Regions from separate parts of the Astyanax mexicanus genome. Here region 2 is linked to region 1. The links are chromatin contacts, called in public Hi-C maps. All regions are on one chromosome and are shown on one strand. The core of a region is the stretch at or near the end of the contact, and the rest is flanking DNA. Distances in the headings are between cores, read along the strand shown.

Region 1 (7,183 bases), core at 2,027-4,526:
AAGCAGTAACTTTAGTAAGTCTAATTGAGTAGTAAGTCTAGGCAGTTTCGAGCGCCTGTTTCAATAAGAATTTTGATATTTGACACCATGTATCAATAATGTGTCACAAACAAAATATTTATTGATATATCACAAATATCGACATTTCATCCCACCCCTACTGAGAATGCATCACAGCTTTGTTTAAAAAATCATCAAAGCTGCCCTTTTTACACAAGTATTAACCATTTTTCTTGTGTTTTTAGGGAAGGTATTTATGTAAATATATTGATAACTTCCTCACGTATATGTTTCTGCTGTCTGTCTCTGCAGCACGTATAACTTTGGAACGGACGGCTTCCAGAGTCCAGCAGGTGGAGGTGCTCTGTGCCTTGGCTCAGGGGTTCACGGTGGTGTTGACTGGATGAGGAAACTCGCTTTCCGCTACAGACGAGTAAAAGAGATCTACAACACCTTTAAGAACAACGTAGGAGGTGAGTGAAGTCAAGATGAAGCCAATAATAAAAAAAAGGAAAGTCTCCACCTGGATTTAAGTAAGTAAATGATGTGGGGTTGGTTGATGCTGCAGTTGGTCTGCAGGTTTAGGTTCAGCAACAGTATGTACTGAAAGAATGAGGTCAGCTGACTACCTGAATATACTGAATATAGACCAGGTTATTCCATCAATGGATTAGATTATTTCTTCCCTGATTGCACTGGTATATTCCAAGATAACAATATCAGGATTTATGGGGCTGGAATTGTGAAAGAGTTCAGGATTCAGGGAGCATGAGATCATCATTTACACACATGGATTGAGAGAGAGTTCACGAGAGAGTTCACCATAGAGTCCAGATCTTAACCTCATTGAGAATCTTTGGGATGTGCTGGATGGAGAAGAGCTGCTTTGTGCAGTGGTCAGACTCTACCATCATCAATGCTGCTGCAAGATCTTGGTGAAAAATTAATGAAACACTAGATTGAAATAAATCTGGTGCTTATTGAAACAATGCCACAATGAATGTGTGCTGCAATCAAAGCTAAAGGCGGTCCTACCAAATATTAGAGTGCCCAGTTCACCCTTTTATAACTGTCAGGTTTTACCATTTGCATGTTAATCAGTAACTACTAGTGGTGTCCATTGTTTAAAAAGATTACAATCACAATTCATCACGATTAATCACACTTCTTCTTAAAACTAAGCCTTTAATATTGGATGTTTAAATGTAAAAAAAAGAATCAATGTTAGATTGGCAGAATTATATTATATCATTATATTAGGGGTGTCAATTGCTTAAAAAAATAATTGTATTAAATTTTGACTGTAAATCATAATTTATAATCATTTGCAATGTGCAGAGCGCCCTCTGTTGCTGCACACGGGTAATGCAGTTGGAGATTTCTGTTATTTATAAAGTTATTGCTGCTCTTCTGTGTTTTTCATGAAAACTCATATCGCAACTCATAATGATTAAAGTATGAATTATCATACAGCCTTATTCTAGCGCCTGTTCACTATACTGAATGCTACAACCATCTACTTGCATTATAATCCAGTTAAACCTCCTGCAAGAGCCTGTGGCCCTGGAAATTCACAGCTATACATCAGGATCTGGATGCACTATTAAATAGATTTTCTCTAACTGAAGTTTTCGACTTTTCTCTGCTTTGATTGGCAGGTTTGTTGGGCAGTCCAAAACGAGAGGAGTGGCTTCAGCTGAGGAGAGAAATGGAGGCTCTGACAGACCTGTGGCTCACGCATGCTCTGAAGGCTCTGGCTCTCATTAACTCCAGGTGAGACATAGTCAAAATAACAAGAAGCATCTGCTAATGCATGTGTACAACATTTTTTTTTGGTTTAATCCTCACTCTCTTTTCTAAATAGCATTTAGAAAACTAATTAAAGTAGTAGTAGGCTACCTGTCAGGAGTACCATATACTAACATATCTCAAAAAATAAGAATATCATTGAAAAGTTACTTTATTTCAGTAATTCAGTTAAAAACACAGAGTGATCTATTATAAGCGTTTATTTCTTTTAGTGTTGACAATTAAGGCCTACAGCCAATGAAACCCCAAAAATCAGTATCTCAGAAAATTAGAATATTATATAAGATCAATTTGTACTTTTGGCAGTAAGATTTTGCAGGAAAACAAAACTGCACTGACTTTAGACTTGATAATAAAGAACAGTGGATCAACACCAGCAGATGACATGTCTCTACAAACCATCACTGATTGGTGGAAACTTCACACTAGACCTCGAGCAGTTTGGACTGTGTGTCTCTCCACTCTTCCTCCAGACTCTGATCCCTTGATTTACAAATGAAATGTAACATTTACTGATGATCAGTGATGGTTTGGAGAGACATGTCATCTGCTGGTGTTGATCCACTGTGTTTTATTATCAAGTCAGTGCAGTTTTGTTTTCCCACAAAATCTTACAGCACTTCATGCTTCTTCCCTCTGCTACTGACAACTTTTATGGAGACGAGGATTTCATTTTCCAGTAGGACTTGGCACACTGCCCACACTGGCAAAAAGTATCAGTTGGTCGTATATAATAATCTACTTTTCTGAGACACTGATTTTTTTATTTTATTGGCTGTAAGACATAATCATCAACAATAAAAGAAATAAACACTAAAATTAGATCACTGTGTTTAATACATCTATATAATATATGAGTTTCACATTTTGAACTTTTTTTTAAGATGAACTAGTATGTCAACTAGGTCAAAAACTACCCAAAGTGGTCTAATGGTCGTTTTCTTTTTTTGGTTAAGAATATTAAAGGAATAACTTCCATGTTTTTTACTTCTTTTTTTTTATTTACTGCCAAAATATTTTAATGCCTGAAACTCAAAGTTACTTTTCCTTTCTTCCTCAGACCAAACTGTGTGAATGTGATGGTCACCACGACTCAGCTCATCCCTGCTCTGTCCAAAGTGCTGCTGTATGGTCTTGGAGGAGCTTTTCCTATCGAGAACATTTACAGTGCTACCAAAACCGGTATGTGGCTCTTTAATGTACACATCAAATTAGATTTTATTGTTAAATTAACACTGAGATTGATAAACTCCATTAATCACTGTGTTAATTTAACACTAAAAGCTAAAAACTGTTTCCTCTCACTGTCTACTTTTGTGACAATGTAATAGTTTAGACCAATAAGTGGATTAGACTCAAATGGTGAGCTGAGCTTGAGCTGTGTCTGTTTTTGTTGGTAGGTAAGGAGAGCTGTTTTGAGCGAGTGGCTCAGAGGTTCGGGAGGCGGGCGGTGTACGTGGTGATCGGAGACGGTGTGGAGGAGGAGACTGTGGCAAAGAAGGTAAGCTCGATCTGGAGATCGCCGGTTCGAATCCTGTTTATGTAGCTTGCCATCAGCGGTCGGAGCCCTGAGAGAGCACAATTGGCCTTGCTCTCTCTGGGTGGGTACAGTAGATTGTGTTTTTTCCCCTCATCACTTCAAAGGGTGATGTCGATCAGCACAAGGCTGCGTCTGTGAGCTGATGTATCAGAATCGAGTCGCTGCGCTTTCCTCCAAGCGTTAGTCTGACTTCACATGTATCGGAGGAGGCATGTGCTAGTCTTCGCTCTTCTGGTGTTGGGGCATCACTAGAGATAGGGGGAGTCCTAATGAGTGGGTTGTGCAATTGGCCATGTAAATTGGGGAAAAAATGGAAAAAAAAATTTAAATAAAATTACCTGGTTATAAAATATACTTCAGAATTCTTTGACTGTTTGGGGAGGTTCTTTAAGTGTTTAAAAAGACACTTTTAGTGTCTAACTTTAGTGTTTTTTCTCTTAAATCACGGCAATTCGACATTTAAAATGAATTTATCTTCATTTTTGCTGTTAGTTTAACCTTTATATTTATCTTTTTTGCAGAAAAACATGCCTTTCTGGAGGGTAACATGCAGAGCAGACCTGGAGGCACTGAGTCACGCACTAGAGCTGGATTACCTCTAGAGGGCAGAATCTGCCCTTTCTGACTTCGATTCTTTTGCCTCTCGCTATTCATAAGACACAGGCGGTCAACAGTAATCACATGGCCGGGCCAAGAACTGCAGGACCAATCAGCAGGGAGCTGCAAACTTACTGGAAATATGTTTCTTTCAACTCAATCCAACAAAAACTTCTTTTTTCTTTTCTTTGTTTTTTTTTTCTTTCTTTGTCTTTTTTTCTTCATCTGTGACAAGCCTCCGTTTTATACAGTGGAGCGTTGCACTGAAGACAGCGGCCCATCGAAGACCTTGAGAGTGCTTTCAAAGACTCAAAATTCTAGTTTTATTTTATTTTTTTGTGTATTTTGTTTGTTAATATCAGAGACAATCTGAATTAAAGACAAATGTTCATGTATCATTTGTAAAAGGTAAAAAATGTAGAATCTGATTTTGATTTTGAGGGAAAATAATTCAAATATTTATGCTCACATCTTTTTTCTATCAGTTCACCAGAAGCTGCAGTAGTTTACTGTAGATGAGACCTAGATCAGAGAGTAGGCGTGAATAATGCAGAGTTTTGTAAGAGTAAAAAGGTTTTTCTGTACATTCTGTTAACAGTAGTCACTTTTTAAACTGTGAAATTCACTAATATCTTCTAGATTAATAAAGCACAATTGAGGGAATTAGTGTTATGATTCAGAATCAGTTGGGAAAAGCATAGATTTAGCCATTTTTTAAGTTTTGTTTGTTTATTTGTTTGTTTCTGTTTGTTGTATTTTTTTATTAGTAATGCATTAATGATACAAGCATTGATCCATTCATTCAGGTGAAAAAAAGTGTGAAATATTGTGAAATTCCACTTTTTTTATTTTACAGTAAATATTTAACAAACACAATCAGTTGTTTTCCTCTTAAAAATGGCAAATTTACAACAAATCAAGTTGAAACCTTTTTTTTGGTCCATTAATCCACATTTTTGATTAATGACTGACTCCTGGGTTCACATTATATATATTTTTTTTTTACCTGACATTGACGACTTGCCATCCTTCTCAGAGTTAAAAGTTAAAAGTACTGTAAAATATTTAATAACGCATTATTTTGTAAAAGCCAGCTGAAGAAAGCATATGTTAGGACTAACTCTAAAAAATAGCCAAAGTTCGGAAGCTAAATCTATCACTAGAGATGACAATCATCTACTTAACTTATGAATTTTTATATCTTTTTTTTATTATTATTTTGGTGAGGTGATTTCTTTAGCACTAGAAATTTTTCCTGCATTTGTCTCCGATACGTGCCTGGGCCACAACAATCTGTTTTATCCTTGTTGTTTTATTTGTTCCTGGATGTACATTTGATTTCTCGTTGCTTTTTATCAGCTTTACTGAAATTTATATATGTGTATCAATCCTGTACGGAATGTGTATGGTCGTCCCTTGGCTTGCATGTGCCTATTACACTGCCTGTCCATCTAGCTACAATTTGTATATAAGGTTTTATTGTTGATCTGTTTCTATGGGCTGTTATGATAGAAAAATAAAGATAAATTAATTGAATCTCACTTGATTGATTTTACACTTTGTTTGATCAGTAATATGTTTTTTAGACTGTTATGAAAAAGTGAAAAAAATAGGACCATACCATGAAATCCATTGTCTTTTTGAATGTATTTAATCATATGGGCATTTGAAGTAAAACTGAACATTATTGAGAGACGGAGTTTACATAACCTAACAAATAAAAAAAATAAAATAAATAAATACATGAATAAACAGTTGCATTTCTTGTAAGGAAATAGTCAGAATACCCCTTTTGGCTAAAATGATCCCATTTAGACGTTTCCTATACCAATTTAGCAGTCTCTGACATGACTGGGAAATAGATGTTTCCCACTCCTCCATGCAGAATTCTCTCCTCTAAAATCCTTTCTAACAATGTGCTAAAAATTTGTAGTTAATGTGCTGCATCTCATTTTTATTTTAAACATATTTAATATAGTAATTAATGATGTTTTTAATTTTTCCCGAGTCAAAAGTCTTTAGTTTTATTTGTTTAGTTTTAAAATCTCAATCTCTTAATAATAATCAAATAATCATATGTTCAAATATGTTCAAAAAGACAAGGAATGTCCTTAACTTTACCCAAAAATGTATGGGATCAGTAACATTGATGAAAGAGATTAATATTAACTAGTTATATGACAAACTATAAGTGTAATGTATAAATTTTTATTTCAGTAATCATTTTGAATATTTGCAGTTTTCTTGTTCAATTCAATAATGAAAAAAGTGCATTTACTGAGGGAAACTACTGTATATTGTGATCACTGTATTGTGATCATGTAGCTTCAGAGTTCATCACCACTACACACCTCCAAACTTCATGTAGCTTCCGAGTTCATCATCACTACACACCTCCAAACTTCATGTAGCTTCAGAGTTCATCACTACACACCTCCAAACTTCATGTAGCTTCAGAGTTCATCACTACACACCTCCAAACTTCATGTAGCTTCAGAGTTCATCATCACTACACACCTCCAAACTTCATGTAGCTTCAGAGTTCATCATCACTACACACCTCCAAACTTCATGTAGCTTCAGAGTTCACCACTACACACCTCCAAACTTCATGTAGCTTCAGAGTTCATCACTACACACCTCCAAACTTCATGTAGCTTCCGAGTTCATCATCACTACACACCTCCAAACTTCATGTAGCTTCAGAGTTCATCACTACACACCTCCAAACTTCATGTAGCTTCAGAGTTCATCACTACACACCTCCAAACTTCATGTAGCTTCAGAGTTCATCACTACACACCTCCAAACTTCATGTAGCTTCAGAGTTCATCATCACTACACACCTCCAAACTTCATGTAGCTTCAGAGTTCATCACTACACACCTCCAAACTTCATGTAGCTTCAGAGTTCATCACTACACACGTCCAAACTTCATGTAGCGTCAGAGTTCATCACTACACACCTCCAAACTTCATGTAGCTTCAGAGTTCATCACTACACACGTCCAAACTTCATGTAGCTTCAGAGTTCATCACTACACACGTCCAAACTTCATGTAGCTTCAGAGTTCACCACTACACACCTCCAAACTTCATGTAGCTTCAGAGTTCACCACTACACACCTCCAAACTTCATGTAGCTTCAGAGTTCATCACTACACACGTCCAAACTTCATGTAGCGTCAGAGTTCATCACTACACACCTCCAAACTTCATGTAGCTTCAGAGTTCACC
Region 2 (7,183 bases), core at 3,508-6,007, 120 kb before region 1:
GAAATTTAAGTGAAACCAAAATAAAGGTAAACCTAGTTTTGGACCATTTCTTTGTTATCTGTGGCTCGATTATTGGTAGGGGGAAAAAATCGATTAGAATCAAAGGCCATATCACCTAAAATATTGTGTATATTGCCCAAAGAAACAGATCTACTTCTCCCTTTTTTTGAAACAGCTGCTTGCTAAAACAATCAACGCTTAGATGCCAAACCACTCACTTCTTTACTTTCTATATTAATGAGTGCACTATTTTTAACACGCTATATTTAGCAGAAGCGTGCAATTTGGGACACAGACCCTGTTTCTCATTGGCGCATGCTGTTCCAGCCCTAGTCGCACATGAATGAATGGATTCATTTCAAGGAATCTATTTCTGTCCAGATCATCCCATTCCTCCTACCACTTATTCTATACATACAGATTTAGTGTAGGTCGCATATCTGATGATAGACAGCTTTCTTAGCAAACATTTCAGCTAGCCACCTGCACGAATGTTATTTGTGAGTGTTTCTAATTTGTTAGTGTTCAAAACATGACCATACAAAAGAAAAGCTTTTTAATCTGGCAATTAATGTTTGTAGTATGGATAAATTAATTCACTAGGGGGCAGCATTTCCTATCTATTTTTAGTAGGGGAAAAACAAACTAGACACTAGAATAATTTTTACAGACATAAAATAATTTAATAAACCCTTTACAAAAATATATTGCAGTAGTAGACATTACTACCTACAACAGCGATTTTATACATTTACACAATAACATCTGAGAAAATAGTTTTTTGTCAGATCATGATCATATGTTATGCAATAATATCAACATTTATTTTTTTATATTTATTGTAAAAGTACCCTAAGATATGGTTAGATTATTTTGGTGCCATATGGATTATCAGGTTACAACTTTTTTTGCTGTTTGTAGGAAAAGAAAAATTGACACTGTTCTTATTTCCCATAAAATAATATCAGATTGTATCTGTCCAGTATCATTTATTTTACTTTAATCCTGAATATATTGAGTGCATTTTTAGTATTATGACATGTCAGATCAGTGACTTTCTTTACAATCTGGTAAAAATCTTAATTAGGGGTGTCCCATATCATATTGTATGCATTAATATTTCAAATAAAGTTAAAAATAAAATTAAAAAATATTAATTTTGCTGCAGTGGTGAATTTTTAAAATTAATTTGTTTTAAAATTAAATATTTTGTCATGAAATATTGTGATATTATTGTAGGGCTATATATATGTTTCAAGACATTAAATAAAATTTAGTAATTTGTTGAAAAGATGTTGAAAATGTAATTTGTAATCCGTAAACCACCTAACATAGTACTCTTTACAAGTTACAAGCAAGATCAGATGAATGTTCATCTGTTTGTTCATTGAACAAACTAATTTTTGGCCAAAGAAAAAGAGTTTAAGACATACTTGAGTAACCTATGATTATCTGACAATAACATCTGGCATGGTGCAACAAGCAGTACAGATAGAACTGGGACAGAGTGCTCTTACTTGTGTTTGCCATTCATCTCCAGCCCCACTACAGGACAGATGAACATGGCGCAGTGCATATCCTCATAGCAGTCCCCTTTAGTATTCCTCCTCTCTCCTTCCCAGGCAGGGTTTTCGGTCAGGTTCAATTCTTTCACATCCTGTAAGACAAAAAATGACTCATATATTTTCTTTTAAACCAACGTTTAAACTTTTAAACCTAATATACTTCATAATGGCAGTGGGTCATCTTGGGTATATAGTTATATAGTACTTTTGTCTTGGTAAGATGAATGGTATTGAATGCACTTTTGTGCAGATCACAGTTGGGCCACAGTTGATTACAGGCACACTGAAGTACATTAATGAGGCCCTACAACATATGAGCCTACCAAAGATGAACTTTTACTCCAGCGCACTATTTCAACAGGACAATAAACAAAAAAGTCAATAAAAAAACACTCAAAAATTACTCAATAAAAACAGTCTTTTATTGAATGTATTTGAAAGGAAAACATGTTTTTGCTTTCCTATATTGGCACAGTTTTGTTCTGAAAATCATATGATATAGAAGTCAGATTAACATAGCTCCATTTTCAGATCAGTTTTGTCCTATAGATCATTGACAGGTGACCATGCTGTAGGGAATCCTTTAGTCAGGTCAGGCTGTTCTGCAGTCAGCCTTGTTTCCATTCACTTTCCTTTATTATGGTAAGCTAATGTTGTATTTGGCTGATTTTGCAGTCTTCTAAATTAGGTAATGCTAAAGCTAAAGCAATAAACAATACACAATACACAGACACAATACTAATACACAGACACCCTGCTGTACTTTAGTACTACATCAGACGTTAATTATTATCTTGAGAATGATTATTAATTTATTTAAACAAAATTGTTGTTTTATTCTAGGACTAGACCATAGAACCTTATAGTCGTTGTTTTTATAGTCAAATCGTGTAAAAGCATTTTAGCTTATTGCAGTCAGGTCATAGGCCTATTTATTAAAACAGTTAAACAATAATTAATCTAAAATAGATTCTCTGACATCCTCACTCAGCTCGTCTGGTGAAGCTATTTCCTCACTTTACTTCTATTTCATTACTTTAAATTCTCCAAATATTATAAAAGTAAGTTACTCTCTAGCACTTCTACTGTAACTGCACCTACTCACACTTACAGTAACTACACCTTAAACATGTTGCTTTGGTGAAAATTAACATGCATGATTCACAACTAATCGTCATGTTAGATGAACACACCTGACGGTCAATGACCAATTAAATATATATTTTTTTCTCACCTTGATTCCACGAATATGCGCTACAACCTCGATATTTGGTCTTTCTGCTGATTTATCCAACAGGTACTCAATGAGAGCATCTTTGTTGTACAATCTGTTAAAATAATAATTTTGTCAAAGGTGTCAATAATGAAGTACAAACAATTTGTTATTACTATACATTACTGGAGCATTATTTAGATTACACTATAGGACACTGTGGTGAGCCCTAAGCTTTTGTACTTAATGGCATTTTTCCCCTTATGTTACTTTTACTTTTGTACTTAAAATAGTTTTGTAAAACCAGTAATTTTAAATTTTTACTTGAGTAAAAAGCTTGAGTTGATACTTCAACTTCTACAGAAGTATTTTAAACCCTAGTATCTATCCTACTACCTGAGTAATTAATGTTAATACTGTTGAGTCCTTTGAATTTTTTAATTCAAAGTTTTTATAATTTGAATCAGCTCAACCATTTGAATTTAACAAACCATACATGTACTTATGTATGTATTCATATGTGTGTGTGCGTGTGTCTTAAACAAATGTGAATATTACATAAGATGAACTGGTACTTTTGGCAGTGTGGGCAGTGTGCCAAGTCCTGCTGGAAAATTAAATTAAATTAAATTAAATCTGCATCTCCATAAAAGTTGTCAGCAGAAGGAAGCATGAAGTGCTGTAAGATTTTCCAGGAAAACACTGCACTGACTTTAGACTTGATAGAAGACAGTGGATCAACACAAGCAGATGACATGTCTCTCCAAACCATCACTAATTGGTGGAAACTTCACACTAGACCTCAAGCTGCTTGGACTGTGTGTCTCTCCACTCTTCCTCCAGACTCTGGTTCCTTGATTTACAAATGAAATGTAAAATTTACTGATGATCAGTGATGGTTTGGAGAGTCATGTAATCTGCTGGTGTTATATCAAGTCCAAAATCTTAGAGCACTTCATGCTTACCTCTGCTGACAACTTTCATGGAGATGCAGATTTCATTTTCCTGCAGGACTTGACACACTGCCCACACTGCCAAAAATGCCAATTGGTCTTATATAATATTCTTATTTTCTGAGATAATACATGAATTTAATATAAGACATAAATGATACAACCTTAATATAATGAATATATTAGAAATAAGACTCTTAATCAAACTTACTTCCCAAGTTCACAAGCCACAATGGGCCGCCTGAGCTTCTCCTGGCTCAGGGCGCAGTACTTCCACTTAGCAGCAAGTTCAGCATTTTTATCCACCTGAAATATACAAGATTTAGGTCAAATATTAATCAATACTAGAACGTAATCTATATTAACAGCTCGGCTTTAGCTTATTCTGTCATCACTATAACGTAAAACTATAGGTTATGGCTAGTCGACAAGCTAGGTTAGCTCACCTAGCTATGCTAGTTGCTAACCTAGCTAAGCTAGTGTTAAGTAGCCAAACAAACATGTTTTAAACCAGTGGAAAAATAGTATTAGCTAATGCTAAATAGCTACAAACTGCATACAATTAAACAAATAACAGACTACGATAACTAGCTAGACATTTATCAGGTGTTGTTAAAAGTGTAAATTAAAAGACATAAGTTAGCTAGCTTAAAATGCTAACTTCTCACTTAACTGTTCCAGTCCACCTTAAATAGTATAGCAGTTAGCCGGCGTAGCTAAGTTAAGCTCCATATACTACTATCACACTACTTAAGGTGGAACGGAACAGTTACCCAAGCTACAAGCGTCAAATTCAGATCCCCAAACCAAACATCGCTGTGTTTTACTACCTTTTCCACCTTCTTCGGTCCTTTAACCAGTTCATGCCTTTTGGGAATGGTTCCTCCGTCACATCCCATGCTGAAATACCAAGTTACTGATTTTATAAACTCTTAAAATAAGCTAAATATCCACAAACACACAGAAACGGACAGCTAAGCTGGTTCAGACAGTCGACGAATAAACAAACGAGGAGAGCTCAGAAAGAGGGAGCCTCCGCCTACAGAACTCCGCCCTACCGCCACCGAGTGTTCTCCAGCTAAAATTAACAGTTTGTAAAATGTTTTTACCTATTTTACGTGTTTAAACGCTAGATGGAGCCTAATACTTCTGAATGGTGTTGAATAAACTGTTCTAGGGCTGTATAAAACAGTTGGGGCTGCTATAAACTAATCTTTAATGTGCAGGTTTGATGTCACCTAAAATCATTTGTGATATTTGATAAATGTAATTATTTGTGCAGAAAAATATTATACATATAAAAGACGATAAAAGATTCTAACTTTTGAAATATTAACTACACCTATATATATATATATATATATATATATATATATATATATATATATATATATATATATATATATATATATATTTGCAACAGAGCAGAAGAATATTTAAATCTAACTGACTTGTAGTTATATAACATTTCTTATTCTACTGTATTGCTGTATTGATTGTTGTTTTATACTATAAACTATGGGGAAAAAAATCTTCCAAATTCTAAACAAAAATATTGTAATTTAGAGCATTTATTTGTAGAGAAATGGCTGAAATAGTAAAAAAGATGCAGAGCTTTTAGATCTTAAATAATGCACAGAAAACAAGTTAATATTCATAAAGGTTTAAGAGTTCAATAAATCAATATTTGGTAGAATAACTCTGGTTTTTAATCACAGTTTTCATGCATCTTGGCATGTTCTCCTCCACCAGTCTTACACATTGCTTTTGGATAGCTTTATGCCACTCCTGGTGTAAAAATTCAGCTCAGCGTGGTTTGATGGCTTGTGATCATCCACCTTCCTCTTGATTATTTACAGAGGTTTCAATTTGGTAAAATAAAAAAATATATATATCATTTTTAAGTGGTCTCTTACATATAACCAATAAGATCATTCTTATTGGTTATCAGCATAGGCCCAGAATATTTGGTTTACTTGGTTCCACTGAAAAGAAACCACATTTAATGTTTATATAACTTTTTTTTTTTTTTGTGTGTGTGTTTTAGCAGTGGTTGACAGTACACAAAACATGTAGTTGAGTTAAAATAGAGATACCTAACATTAAATATTACTCCAGTAAAACAGAGGTCCTCCCCTTAGATCCTCACTTGAGTACAAAAGTACAGAAGTACACATGGTGCAGGGTTGTTTGATAATGTTGCATTAAAAGGCTGTCATGCATTATTAACAGTAAAACTGATGGACATAGAAAATGATGACTTTTAAATACTGTCCTCTGTAACCAGATTGTGTGAAAAGGGTTAATAGGTCGCTATATATATATATATATATATATATATATATATATATATATATATATATATATATGTATGTATATATCACCTTGCTTACAGTATCGCAATATACTGTGGTATATATTGAATCATTACTGCTGTATTGTGGTAGTACAGACACTGTACTCTTATTGTACATTATTGCCAGTACACAGACCAATCTGTCACTCACACTGGCTGCAATGGCAAATCTCTCCATTTGAAGTGTTTCTAGACTCGTCATTACAAATTGAAAAAGGGTTATCATAGACTTTAGGAAGGGGGTCTCTGACATTAGTGAGGTCTATTATTAGTGAGCACAGTTCAGCACCATTACAATAATTTTAATCGTTTTAATCATTTGCACTTCTGCTATATTGTTCTTGGCTTCAGTAAAGTGTTCTAGCGGGAAAAAAATGAATTAGTACAGCCTCAAGGCACACTTTATGTAGCAGTTTTCCTGACTTTCAGGATCATATTTTAGTGATCTGTAGGCGAGCTGTCTGCAGTGCACTATGCAACTTAATTAAGGGAGTGTCAGTGTGTCTTTGCTATCGGAACGATGGGAAAAGTTCCGGTAGGCCTTGTGTGGCTTGAAGCACACAAAAGTGTACAAATGTGTACAAATTCTCTTAATTATCGCGGTATATATTAATTCATAACCGATGTATTGTGGTACTGTAGATACTGTATCTTATTAATATTGCAAGTATGCAGCCCTAATTCTGCAGCCCTTATCTCAAAAACTTAAGCTGGAAATGCTGTTTCCTGTTTTGCAAAATCTGTACAAATAGATGCTGAGATGATAATAATGAAAAATCACATACATTTACATATTTTTAGATCCCACAGAGAGCACATGTCCAAGACAAAGAGGTCATATGGTCACTTTAAGTAAGGGAGGGGGCTTCCCAGAATCATTTTAAGTCAATTTTCTCTCACCTTCAATAATGAATATGAATAGAAATGCTCAGTGACAGGCCACCACTCCTGTTCTAAGGGCTGGGAGATAAAAGTTGTCTTGAGTGCTAATAAAAATCTATTTCCTGAGTATCCCAGAGATGCTGATTGCTTTACCATTGACGTGCACCTTAGAGTGCCATTAGTTTGTACAGCAGACTTTATGGAAGACTATGGC

What was found. Hi-C and Micro-C count contacts between places; a contact is called where the count stands out from the background.
Region 2: a Hi-C map of muscle shows a contact between it and region 1, with 10 times the contacts expected there. The contact joins the promoter of rtf2 here to the enhancer-like site in region 1. A contact is called at or near these places in 2 of 3 Hi-C or Micro-C datasets (both in muscle).

Annotation. Positions count from the first base shown.
Region 1 is chr5:6,858,519-6,865,701 of AstMex3_surface, reverse strand. It overlaps eya2 (EYA transcriptional coactivator and phosphatase 2), which reads left to right. Exons shown (of 17, transcript XM_049479489.1): 13 at 313-473; 14 at 1,659-1,773; 15 at 2,870-2,991; 16 at 3,210-3,310; 17 at 3,871-5,487. The coding sequence ends at 3,951. Among protein-coding and RNA genes, the nearest start is that of LOC103030576, 42 kb to the right of the region's middle. Within about 2 kb of position 3,276, the one cell type or tissue checked has an H3K27ac peak away from gene starts, as active enhancers do.
Region 2 is chr5:6,977,506-6,984,688 of AstMex3_surface, reverse strand. It overlaps rtf2 (replication termination factor 2), which reads right to left and starts at 4,757. Exons shown (of 9, transcript XM_007252676.4): 1 at 4,562-4,757; 2 at 3,943-4,037; 3 at 2,800-2,893; 4 at 1,518-1,657. The coding sequence starts at 4,630.